Linked DNA regions of Rattus norvegicus: region 2 is linked to region 1. Evidence: chromatin contacts called from public Hi-C data. All regions are on one chromosome and are shown on one strand. The core of a region is the stretch at or near the end of the contact, and the rest is flanking DNA. Distances in the headings are between cores, read along the strand shown. Region 1 overlaps Npepps (aminopeptidase puromycin sensitive). Region 2 has its middle 6.7 kb from the start of Mrpl45.

Region 1 (6,719 bases), core at 2,983-5,482:
GTCTCTCTCTGTATATGTCTCTCTCTCCTTTAATACTACTTTATTCTGCATGTTTTCTTGTTGCCTATTAGGATATAATAACCTATCAGTATTTGAGATTTTACCAATGGTCCTAGCTCATAACTTCATCCACAAAGTAGGTCTCAACTAATTAGGCATAAGGTAACCCTGTCTGTCTCTGCTGCCACAATTTCACACAATGTCATGTCTGGTACACCGGAGGCAGGGATGCTAGATTGCGATACCAAGACGAATCTGGCCAGGCTTTCCTGGATTTCCTTACCAACTCCATTAGCATTAGCTAAGCAAGTCTTTTTATAAATAAATAAATAAATAAATAATAAATAAATAAATAAATAAATAAATACCTCAAAAGGTAAAAGTTCAGAGAGCTTCCAGACAGAGAAATTCCTAGAGAAGGATGAACTTTTCCCCAATATTGTTTTGGCTTGTTTTAAGAATCTATCTTACTATGTAGCCAGATTGGCTTTAAATTCGCAGAGATCTACCTGCCTCTGCCTCCTAAGTGCTGGGAGCACAGGCTTGCCCCACCATGCCTGGTACTGCATACGGTGCCACCTGTATCCTTTATAATAAGCCAGGAAACAACTCCCTGAGACCTGTGAGCTGCTAAAACACAGTCATCAAAACTGAAGAGGTGGCTGTAAGGAGGTGGATGTGAGGAGGTGGAGTGGTTGGGAGATGAAAAGCACAGGTAGAAATCACTCAGGTTTTGTAACCGATATCTGAAGAGAAGGACCACAAATATCTTGGGATCTGAACTCTCCACGATGGGACTATCTACAGGTAGACTGTGTCAGAGCAAAATTGGTCTAGATGACACCCAGCTGGTGTCCCTTTTGCTGAATTGCTTGCTTGCTTTCTGGGGGTAAGGAGACCCATGCTTTTTGAGATTACAGTTTCCTGTCTTGCAGTATGATATAGAGCATTTATTTTCCCAAATAAAATATGACTACCAAGAAAGAATGTTGAGATAAGCCTAGTGTGGTAGCACATAACTTTAATCCCAGCATTCAGGAGGCAGAGGCCAGCCTGGTCTACAAAGTAAGTTCTGGGACAGCCAGGGCTGTTACACAGAGAAACCCTGTCTCGAAAAAATAAATAAATAAATAAATAAATAAATAAATAAATAAATAAATAAATAAATAGGATTAGCTGGGTGTGTGTGTGTGTAGGGAGTGGGAGTTCACGCTTTTTCAGGAGGCAGGGGTCTCTACAGAGAGGCTGGTTGTCCTGGAACTCATTAGATAAGTCAGGCTAGTCTTCAACTCATAGATCTGCCAGCCTCTGGTTCCCAGGTGCTTGGATTAAAGGCATGTGCCCACAAATTTGCTCCCATCACTCAGGAGGCAGAGATGCAAAGATCTTTGCATTCAATGCCAGCCTGACCTACACAGCCAGTTCCAAGGCTACACAGTGAACCCTGGTTCAAATGAAAAGATAAAAAGAATAAATGTTAAGGCTTTCTTGAGGTTGGTTATTTTGATTTTTTTGACTGTTTTGTTTGGTTTTTGTTCAGTGCTGGGGATCCCACCCAGGACCTCATGAATGCTAAGAAAAACTTCCTTTTCTCTTTTGCACAATAGCAGGGAATTTCTGAACACAGCGGCAAATACTTACACAAGAAATGAGCTCATAGGGGTTGGGGATTTAGCTCAGTGGTAGAGCGCTTGACTAGCAAGCACAAGGTCCTGGGTTCGGTCCTCAGCTCCGAGAAAAAAAAAAAAAAAGAGCTCATAAAGAAATGAGCAATTGTGCCATGGAGTTCATCACCTAAATTGTCCTGATAAAAACTACCCTTACGGGGCTGGGGATTTAGCTCAGTGGTAGAGCGCTTACCTAGGAAGCGCAAGGCCCTGGGTTCGGTCCCCAGTTCCGAAAAAAAGAACCAAAAAAAAAAAAAAAAAAACTACCCTTACGGGGGCTGGAGAGATGGCTCAGTGGTTAAGAGCACTGACTGTTCTTCCAGAGGTCCTGAGTTCAAATCCCAGCAACCACATGGTGGCTCACAGCCACCTGTAATGGGATCTGATGCCCTCTTCTGGTGTGTCTGAAGACAGCAGCAGTGTACTCATATACATTAAATAAATAAATCTTTAAAAAAAAAAAAACTACCATTACTAATTCAACTGAATTGCTGGCAGGAAAGCATGTGTACTAAAGTTACTTTCACATAATACTACTAAAGATTATATAGGGGCTGGAGAGATGGCTTATCAGTTAAGGGCACTGGCTGCTGTTCCCAAGGTCCTGAGTTCAATTCCCAGCAACAACATGGTGGCTCAAAAACATCTGTAATGGGATCTGATGCCTTCCTCTGGTATGCAGGTGTGTATGCAGATAAAGCATTCATATATATAAAATAAATTAAGCCTTTAAAAATTATATAACAGTAAATTATAACTAACAAACATTACAATTCAGGGGCTGGAGAGATGGTTCAGTGGTTAAGAGCACTGACTGCGGGGTTGGGGATTTAACTCAGTGGTAGAGCGCTTGCCTAGGAAGCGCAAGGCCCTGGGTTCGGTCCCCAGCTCCGAAAAAAAGAACCAAAAAAAAAAAAAAAAAAAAAAAAAAGCAAAAAGCACTGACTGCTCTTCCAGAGGTCCTGAGTTCAATTCCCAGCAACCACATGGTGGCTCACAACCATCTGAAATAAAGTCTGATAGCCTTTTCTTGTGTGTCTGAAGATAGCTACAGTGTATCCATATACATTAAATAAAAAGTCTTTAAAAAAAATTACAATTCAAATTCACATTTATGATATTTATGTGCTTCCCACTAAGCTAAGGACAGACACCTTATATTCCCATTTTGTGTTTGTTTGGGGTTTGTTTGTTTATTTGTTTGTTTGTTTGAATTGTTCATGTTATGTATGTGACTACACTATTACTCTCTTCACACACACCAGAAGAGGGCATCAGATCCCATTACAGATGGTTGTGAGTCATCATACAGTTATGTGAGTTGAACTCAGGGCGGAAGAGTAGTCAGTGATCTTAACTGCTGAGTCATCTCTCCAGCCCCTGCATTCCCATTTTAAATGCACACATATAAGTCTTGTGGGGTCCTAAGAAACGTTTCAGTAGCTAGGAGCACTTGCTGTTCAACCAGGACTCAGGTTCAGTCAGTCCTTAGCACTCACATGCTGGTTATTCATATCCTATAACAACACCCTTTACTGGCCTCTGTGAGGATCAGACACCCATATGGTGTACATACATACATATGTACTACATTCACTCAGGCAAGAGCCAGATGCTGACACTTATCCTTTCACTTTTATATACACGCTTGTGTGTGCACATACACACATGCACATACTTACAAATGCTTTCTGTTCATGTCATCCTGAAGAACCCAGACCCCCATGAGTGCTTTGTAATCGCCCTATCACTGAGATCTGCTCCAGACCAGAAAAGATTCTTTTCCTTCTTTTTTGTGGTACTGAGGTTAAACATAAGACTTTACATATCAGATAGATGTACTGCCTGTGAGCTAGGTCTTCAGTTTGAGAATGTTTCTTAAGTTTTTGGAAACTAAATTTCATGTAGCCTACCTAGGTTGGTCAAAGTTAAAGGTGACTTATCTGTGGCTCTTCTCTCAAGTACTGTGACTACAGATATGTTACCAAGTCTGGCTCAGAATACTTTTTCTTTTTCTTCTCTTCCCTCCTTCTCTTGTTTGTTTGTTTGTTTGAACTGGGCATGATGGCTCACAACTTTAATCCCAGCACTCAAAAGGCTGAGGGAGATTTCTGCAAATCCAGGCTAGACACAGCAAGTTCTAGGACAGTCAGGGCTACACAGAGAAAGTCTGTTTTAAAAACAAAGTGAAACAAAACTTATTTTATGCTTGAGGCTTAAAGAATCTAGAAGAGGGCATTTGATTCCATAGTGTTACCACCAGTTGTGAGCCTGGGATTTAAAGTGCTATTAACAGCTGAGTCATTTCTTTAGTACATGTAATATACAAAAATACATATATATGTACATAAATACATACCTATATATGTACATTCATTCTTTCATACAAACAGACACATGGATATTTATGTATATGACTATTTTGCCTGGATGTATGCCTTGTGCCAACAGAGGTAAAAAAGAAAAAAGAGGGGGCATTGGCTCCTCTGGAACTGGAGTTATAGACAGTTGTGAGCCAACATATGAGTTGTCCTCTGCAGAACAAGTGTTCTTAACCACAGAGCCATTTCTCAAGAATGAGCCATCTCTCCAGTCACCAAAAAATAAATCTTTAAAGTAAATCTAAGTAGACACAACTACATAGCAAGTATAAACACGTTTGTATATTATTTTCTCATTTCTCTGAGAGAGGATCATACTACTTCTATGTTGCCCAGAGTGGCTTCAAATTCTCAACCCTCCTGCCTTGGCAACTTGAGTGTCAAGAGTATACATGAGCTACAATGTTTGTCTTACAAACTTACTTTAAACTTTAGCAAAATGTTTTAAAGGTCAGTTAGGTATGATACATGCCGACACACCCAGCACCCTACAGGCTAAAGAGAAGCTGAGTTAGAGGCTAACCTAGGCTACACAAGCACTCAGGAAAACTAATCTTCAACGTGGAAGAATAAGGCTAAGTGCTTGGCACAAAGCCTACCTAGCACACATGGTCCTGTGTGTATAGGTACAGGAAAATGTGATCAAACAAAAGTTATTATTCCACATGGTTTCTGTACCTCAATGATAAAAATATCATTATGTACTTCTTAACTGTTTAAAAATTAAATGTAAGGGGTTGGGGATTTAGCTCAGTGGTAGAGTGCTTGCCTAGCAAGTGCAAGGCCCTGGGTTCGGTCCCTAGCACAGGGGGAAAAAAAAAAATTAAATGTATGGGGCTGGAGAGATGAGGTGAAGAGGTGAAGAGCATTCTCTGCTCTACCTAAGTCCTGAGTTCAATTCCCAGCAAACACATGGTGGCTCACAACCATCTGTAATGAGATTTGGTGCCCTCTTCTGGCATGCAGGTGTACATGCAGGCAGAATGCTGTATACATAAAAAAAAATTAAGGGTTGGGGATTTAGCTTAGTGGTAGAGCGCTTGCCTAGCAAGCGCAAGGCCCTGGGTTCGGTCCCCAGCTCCGAAAAAAAAAAAAAGAAAAAAAAAAAAAAAAATTAAAAGAGGGCTGGAGAGATGGCTCAGTGGTTAAGAGCAGTGGCTGCTCTTCCAGAGGTCCTGAGTTCAAATCCCAGCAACCACATGGTGGCTCACAACCATCTGTAATGGGATCTGATGCCCTCTTCTGGTGTGTCTGAAGACAGCTACAGTGTATTTATATATAATAAATAAATCTTTAAAAAAAATTAAAAGAAAAAATTAAATGTATGATGTAGCTGGACATGGCGGTGCACACCTTTAATCCCAACACTTGGGAGGCAGAGGCATGCTGACCTCTGTAAGCTGAGTCCAGCCTGGTGTACAGAGCAACTTGTAGGACAGCCAGAGCTACATAATGAGACCCTATCTCAAAAAAACAAACCAAACAAAATACACAAAAACGCCAGGAAGTTAAATGTACATTATACTCTATATAAACTGCTTAACACAGTGTTGGTTATAACTACTATGAAATATTCTGGGCTGGGGATTTAGCTCAGTGGTAGAGAGCTTACCTAGGAAGCGCAAGGCCCTGGGTTCGGTCCCCAGCTCCGAAAAAAAAAAAAGAAATATTCTGAGGCTTAGAGAGTCTGAGGCAAGAGGACCCTCATTTTAAGGCTAGCCTTAACAATGCAGTGAGAACATTTGAAAAAAAGAAAATTGGGCTGGAGAGATGGCTCAGTGGTTAAGAGCACTGACTGCTCTTCCAGAGGTCCTGAGTTCAATTCCCAGCAACCACATGGTGACTCACAACCATCTGTAAAGAGATCCGATGCCCTCTTCTGGTGTGTCTGAAGACAACTACAGTGTACTTATATATAATAAATGAATAAATCTTTAAAAAAAAAAAAAAAGAACTTTAAGTTCAAACAAAAACCTGACATGGATGTTTACAGCAGTTTGAATCATAACCGCCAAAATTTGGAAGCAAGCAAAACATTCCAGTAAGTGAATAAATTGTAGCGTATGGAGAAAGCAGGTATTTTTTGTTTGAGACAGGATCTCACTATGCAGCCTTGGCTGGACCTTGCTGTGTAGACCAGACTGGCACAACTCACAGAAATTCACCTACCTCTGCCTTCCAAGTACTGGGATTAAGAGCCTGTACCACCACTTTAGGCTGGAATATTATTCAGTGCTAAAAGGAAACATGTTATTAAACTACAAAAAGGTATGGAAAATTTCCAGTGTATACTTCTACAGTAACAAGAGCCATTTGGGAGGAAAACTGTATACTGTATGATTCCAATTGTGACATTTTAGAAAAGGCCAAACTGTGGGCACTGGGCTTGAGAGATGGCTCACCATAACAGCTCAACCATACTGCTTATCCAGAGAACAATTCCCAACACCACATCATGTGGCCCACACTACTTTAACGTAGGATATCTACCGATCCCACACCCCTGGGCCACTGTGGGCACTCATAATCATATGCACGAAGAGAGAGACACATACATAGAATTAAAAATATTAAAAATAAAACAACCTATAGGCACAGTAGGCTGTCAGGAGATAGATGGGGATGGACAGGTAGAGTAGACATGGCTTTAGGGTAGGAATCATTCCATGTG
Region 2 (6,719 bases), core at 2,464-4,963, 49 kb after region 1:
AACAAGGTAGAAGCAACGCTGGGTGGAGTTAGAAGTGAGAACTCTGTGGAGATGGAGTGGCAGAGGAGGGGAGTGACTAGCAGAAACATAACACCTGTATAATCCCAGCACTTAGGAGTCACTGGCAGGAGGTTGGTAAGTTTGAGACTAGCCTGGGCCTCACAGCAAGACCTTGTCTAAAAAAGAAAGAAAAAACAAAAACCAAAAAAACTCAAGCAACGGTATGATATCTGAATTCCCACGACAGTGTTAATTCACTTGCTAGTGAGATAGTATATCACTCACTTCGACTTCTTCCTAAAGGAGGTCATTTCCCAGATTCCCAAATTAACTTGGCTTCTCAGCCTTATTCTAAAAAACCAGAACAAACTAAACCAAAACCCAAACACTAGGTGAACTTCAGGATAGGACCACAGATTTGAGTATTTCTTTTTTCCCTATGTTGAGGAAGGAATACAGGACCTTGTGCATGCTAATAAGCATGTGCTCTACCACTCAGAGCAGGCCAGTCTGATCATAGAACACTTTGAAAACCTGGATTTAAAAAAAAAAAAAATGTGCTTCTTCTTGCCAGAAAAAAGAAAAGGCATAAAAGACAGCATTCAAGTTCCTAGGCTCCAATGTCTTTCTTTGGAATACAGTTTTGGTTTTTTTTTTTTTTAAAGATTTTATTTATTTACTGTATGTATGTGAAAACACTGTCACCGTCTTCAGACACACCAGAAGAGGGCATCAGATCTCATTACAGATGGTTGTGAGCCACCATGTGGTTGCTGGGAACTGAACTCAGGACCTCTGGAAGAACAGTCATTGCCCTTACCCACTGAGCCATGTCTCCAGCCCTGGAATACAGGTTTTAAGTAAGCTTTTGTAATGCTGTAATCCTGCTTTTTCCATACAATATATAGTCAGGAACGTGCCTTTGGTCCCAGCACTAGGGAGGCAGTAGCAGGTGAATCTCTCTGCAAGTTTTAGGCCAGTATGGTCTACATAAAGTTCCAGGCCATCCAGGACAGGCAGAAATAGTTCTGATCAGACACGGGTTTGATCCCCAGCACCCACATTGTTGCTCCCAGCCATCTGTAACTCCAGTTACAGGGGATCTGATGTCTTCTTCTGGCTCCTGTGGACATCAGACATGCAGGTACACAGACATACTTGTAGGCAAAACACTTTGTAAATGTTAAAGTTTTTTTAAGATTTACTTACTTAAGATTTAGTACACTATAGCTGTCTTCAAACACCAGAAGAGGGCATCAGATCGCCTTACAGAGGGGTTGTGAGCCACCATGTGGTTGCTGGGATTTGAACTCAGGACCTCTGGAAGAACAGTCAGTGCTCTTAACCACTGAGCCATCTCTCCAGCTCCTGTAAATTTTAAACAGAACAAAAGTTCTGGGTGGAGGTGGAGAGATAGGTAAACACATAGGAAAGATAAAATAGGGGCTGGGGATTTAGCTCAGTGGTAGAGCGCTTACCTAGGAAGCACAAGGCCCTGGGTTCGGTCCCCAGCTCCGAAAAAAAGAACCAAAAAAAAAAAAAAAAAAAAAAAGATAAAATAGCTAGCCAGATATGAGGTGAACGCCTATAATTCTAGCATTTGAAAGGCTAAGGCAGGGGCTGGGGATTTAGCTCAGTGGTAGAGCGCTTACCTAGGAAGCACAAGGCCCTGGGTTCGGTCCCCAGCTCCGAAAAAAAGAACCAAAAAAAAAAAAAAAAAAACAAAAAACAAAAAAAAAAGAAAGGCTAAGGCAAAAAGATCACAAGCTTAAGACCAGTCTGGGATACACAGAGAAAGATGAATTAAGGACCAAGAAACTCTATCAAAGGGTCAGGAGGACTTCAGGAAGAGCAGTGCTGGGCTGTGTCTCCAGACTTTGGTTTTCTTTTCAGACCAGGAGGCTAGGGTTCCAGTCTCACGACTTTCTCTATGGCGTGCTTGCCACTCCACCCCATTAGGCAGCCCTTCTGGAAACTCTGAAAACTCTCTTTCTTCCAGATGGAAAGCTCTGGAAAGGATGTCCTGGCTTGTGCACAGTGACGCCACTCCCTCTGCCAAAGGATAACGCTAAAAATTGGCTTTCCTGGAAACCAGTTAAGGCCTTTAGGAAGCTCAGCCCTAGTTTAGGAGAGGCTGGAACCTTTAAACAATGGGAAGGTAAGAAAATAATTCTCAAGCCAAGCACGGTGGTGCACACCGTTCATTTCAGAACTCCATACAGAGGCAGATGGATCTCTGAGTTTGAGGCCAGCCTTGTCTACAGGGTTGTTTCAGGACAGGCAGGACTACATAGAGAAAGCATATGTTGAAAATACCAAAACCGGGTTGGGGATTTAGCTCAGTGGTAGAGCGCTTGCCTAGGAAGCGCAAGGCCCTGGGTTCGGTCCCCAGCTGGGGGGGGGGGGGGAGAAAAAAGAAAAAGACAATACCAAAACCAAAACAACAATGAAAAGGAAAACAAAACAAAAAAAAATTAAGAAAGAAAGGGGGGAAATGATTCTTAGCATCCGTGGTAGAGGGACACAAGAATCCAAACCCCCCCACCCTCCCACACCCCCCACCCTCCCACACACCCCACCCTCCCACACACCCCCCCCATGTCACCTCGGCATGGCAGACTGCTACACTAGTCTCCCTGCACCGAAGTACTTTGACAAACCTGCCTGGGAGGAAGTACATGTCTAGCTCACATTTTACACAGGATAAATGGCAAAGTGGACCTAGTAAGTCAGGAAGCATGAGACAATTGATTTTTCTATTGAATCTACAGAAGTTAAGTTGGCAACATAAGAAAGAACCTTTTTATAACGTCCAGAAAGCCAGAATATCCGTATGGTCCCTGAGTAAGTCGGTAAAGGAAAAGAATGTAATTTAGAGTTGGGTTGGGAGACCTGAGTTATGTGCCTAGATACCTAGATAGGGCCCTGAGTCACTGTGTTACTTCCTGGCCCATCTACCCCTCCCCCCTGTCCTGCACATTTTTTTTTTTATTCTTTCTTTCTTTCTTTCTTTTTTTTTTTTTTGGTTCTTTTTTTTCCGGAGCTGGGGACCGAACCCAGGGCCTTGCGCTTCCTAGGTAAGCGCTCTACCACTGAGCTAAATCCCCAGCCCCTCTTTTTTTTAATAAAGTTGAGCATGGTCGTTTAAAGCAATCTGTAAAATACCAAATCCTTAAGGTAGCAATATAGGAAGGGCTTATTCTTTTTTTTTTTTTTTTACCTTACTTATTTAATGTATGTGAATACACTGTCGCTGTCTTCAGACACACCAGAAAATAGCATCAGATCCCATTACAGATGGTTGTGAGCCACCAACCATCTGTGGGTTGCTGGGAATTGAACTCAGGATCTGAAAGAGCAGTCAAGTGCTCTTAACCACTGAGTCATCTCTCCAGCCCGGGCTTATTCATTTTATAGCCACTAGTACAAACTTTAAATTTGTTGGGGTCCCCAGATGGGAATTAAATGAGCATGTTTCCGCCTCTTGGGTTTCCGGTTTGAGCTGAGGCAGCCATGTGGCTAACACTGAACCCCTGAGAGACACTTGGAGATGTAACTGAGGAGCACCCAGCTAGGACAGAGAATGAGTCAGGGCTCAAAGACTCGATACCAACTTCTTCCACTCCTGCCAGGAAAATTCTGGGGTGAGACAGCGAAGGCAGGAGCCAAAGTGGGCGGGCCTGTCAGCTGTCTACCCTGGGGCCTCTGCCTTGTGGTTTCACCCCGGGCTGCCCTGCGGCTGTAACGTGTCTACTGACACGCAAGCCCTGGACACTCTGTCCCTCCCCCTTTCCCAAACCTTCACTCCTTCAGGAATCTTCGGAAGGGAATGGAGGAGGGACGAGAGGGAAAGGGAAGGCCAGAGCTAGGCAGGTATGTCGCAGCTCAGGAAACACAAGGCAGGATCAAAGAGGGTTTTCACGGAGGTGTGAGTGGGAAGTGGACATTTAACTCACCTCCATGAAAACCGAGATAAAAGACAGCATGTTTAGACTGCCGTGGTGATGAGATGTGACTGAAGGACGAGACAGAATAACCAGCGGCATCAGCGTGCAAAACTGTTAAGACGGAAGAATAAAATGGCAAAGGGCCACAACACTTCTGGGTGGAGGGACTCTAGGCTCCTGCGAGCCCATCTTTTATAACACCAAGATTCCCTGTCGGCAGCAAGTCTCAAAGCTTTCCTCTAGCACGGAAATAAATAAGCCAGTCATCCGCGCTATACAGTCACAAGATAAATAACGCTATCACTCCGTGGGAAGTCAGTTTTGCAATCCCCATTTCACCAAAGGGTATGGGCCACCGCAGGTTTAAGTAATTTGCTCACAGAATTTGGAAATCATACAACAAGGTCCGTATCAGTCGCCAGAACACCCGGTTGGATTCCGTCAGACCAAGTAACACTGAATAGAGCAGCTCTGAACTTCCCAAAGCAGAGATTTACAAGTCCCGACTTGCACGGGTCTCGCGATCTGAGATCCCAGCGCAGCCCTGGCGACCTCTAGTGGAAGTTTCCTGCGTTAGCAAACGTCCAGCTGTGGGAGAGCGTCTCAGAAGAATGCGCGTTTGGTTGTTGGGGGTTCTGTGAGTGCCGGATCGGGTGCAGGTTAGAGTCGAGCGCCTGATTGACGTGAGTCACGAGAGGCCCACAAGAGTCAGCTAGTCCACACTCCTGGGCTCCTGCCTTCGTTCATTATGAATAGGACGGACAGCCACATCACTTGGGAATCGGGGCTTTTAAGACTTATGAGGGGGTTTAGGGGGGATGTTGGCCCGGAAACCGGGAAGGGGAATAGCAATCGAAATGTAAATAAGAAATACTCCAAGGCCCTGGGTTCGGTCCCCAGCTCCGAAAAAAAGAACCAAAAAAAAAAAAAAAAAAAAAAAAGAAAAAAAAGAAATACTCAAGTTAATAAAGATGAAAAAAAAAAAGACTCATGAGAAGGGGGGTGGGCTGGAGAGATGGCTCAGTTGTTAAGAGCACTAACTGCTCTTCCAGGGGTCCTGAGTTCAATTCCCAGCAAGCACATTCTGGCGAACAGGCGAACACTACATAATAAATAAATAAATAAATAAATAAATAAATAAACAAACAAACAAACAAATCTTTAAAAAAAAGACTCATGAGAAAGACCCCCCTCCCTTTTTTTTCTACCAAGGATAAGTTAGGGATCAGAAATGCAAAGTGACTTGTCTAAGGCCACAGGACAAGCAGAAGCCAGCAATAGTGGGGCCGTGTTTCCTTTGTCCCCAAAGAGAGCTTTTTCTCCCCCTTCTCTTTTTTTTTTTTTTTTTCCCCGGAGCTGGGGACCGAACCCAGGGCCTTGCGCTTCCTAGGCAAGCGCTCTACCACTGAGCTAAATCCCCAACCCCTTTCTTCCCCTTCTTATTTCTTATTTGCTAATAGGCTGGCTTTACCCATGACTTGAGAGCATATAAAGACATGGAACTTGTAAACACAAGCAGAAACAGTTTTTACCTTCATCTGCCCACAAACCATGAACTTTTCCAGTCTTGCTCCTATTACTGCCAAACCCAAAGGCACTGCTTTCCCAGCCTGCGGACCCTGGGGAGGGAGGGAGCTCCCAGACTCCAGGAAGCCCGAGGAGCCTAAAGCCCTCCAGGGTCTATCTCGAGTCTCCTCCTCCTCTCCTCTTTCCCTCTCCCTCCCCCTACTAGTAATCCCTGAGAATGGAAGTGGGTTAGAAACAGATTACTCTGGTCTAAGGGCTTTGCCCTCTCCTCCCTAAATACGCTGTGTGCAGGGTAGAGTGGGGTGGAGGTAGAGAGTCACTAACAGCCTAAAATTCCCTTTTAGGATTATTGCTTGATTTAGTCAGCTGGGAGAAAGTGGAGCAAGGAGAGGCTAGGGATTAATTCTAGACCTCTCCAGCACTGTGGGTTTCTTTCCTGGCTGAGCCAGCATGAATAATCTCTCTCCCTGAACATGCCTTCAGAATGAGGAATCTAGGACAAGCACAAAGGCAAAGACTTGGTCCCCAGCAGCGAAGGAGAGTGGAAAGATAGAGCAGAAAGAAAGGCAGCTTTGAGAAGCTCTGACATGAGGAATCACTCTGGGCAATGGAATCTTCCTGAGTCCCTGTGCAGAGAGGAGAACTGCATGTTAGATTTCCCTGAGGAGCAGCTCATATCTGGAAATTTCTTGTTTAGGGGCACTGCACCGGGGTGGCCTCAAGGACAAGGATGTCTCTCTTCTGTGTCCACCATGAGGGGCAGCTACACTTCTTAGAGTCCTACCAGGCTCCTTGTACAAATACATCTCTGGAATATTAGCAGGCTTGGAAAGCTGGAGCCATAACTAATCAGAGTGGAACTCATTTGATTTTTAATGAATTAATAATTTTGTAATTTAGGTATGGAATTACCACCTTTGTATAGATGAGAATCGGGTGTGGCCAAGATGCTGCGTCAAGAATGATCATATTCCTAAGCGCTTGTGAGAACCACAGGGAGTTAGCGTTTCTAATGCTGTTAGCTCAAATTAGTTGAGAGTATCGGCTAGGAGGTCGCCATTCCTGTTTCCTTTGTGGCACCTGCTTGGACAAGTCCCTTCTCTTCGTGCTCTCCCCTATGTCAGCGAGGCACAACATTTCTCAAGTAGTAATTACTTGTAATCCAAGGATCATCTTATCGAGAATCAGATTCTTCCAACTCTCCGGGAAAATGTTCCTGTCTAAATCAGCTGTGTTCTTCTAGAT

What was found. A called contact is a pair of places that touch in the nucleus more often than the background predicts.
Region 2: a Hi-C map of the A7r5 cell line shows a contact between it and region 1, with 2.4 times the contacts expected there. The contact joins two enhancer-like sites. A contact is called at or near these places in 3 of 12 Hi-C or Micro-C datasets (the A7r5 cell line, liver and mammary epithelial cells).

What each region holds. Positions count from the first base shown.
Region 1 is chr10:82,745,904-82,752,622 of GRCr8, forward strand. The region is part of intron 2 of Npepps (aminopeptidase puromycin sensitive); the gene reads right to left. Among named protein-coding and RNA genes, the nearest start is that of Npepps, 21 kb to the right of the region's middle. Within about 2 kb of position 4,233, at least 7 of the 93 cell types and tissues checked have an H3K27ac peak or open chromatin away from gene starts, as enhancers often do. A contact at or near this core is called in the A7r5 cell line, where this site is marked.
Region 2 is chr10:82,795,023-82,801,741 of GRCr8, forward strand. No RefSeq gene overlaps it. Among named protein-coding and RNA genes, the nearest start is that of Mrpl45, 6.7 kb to the right of the region's middle. Within about 2 kb of position 3,714, at least 53 of the 93 cell types and tissues checked have an H3K27ac peak or open chromatin away from gene starts, as enhancers often do. A contact at or near this core is called in the A7r5 cell line, where this site is marked.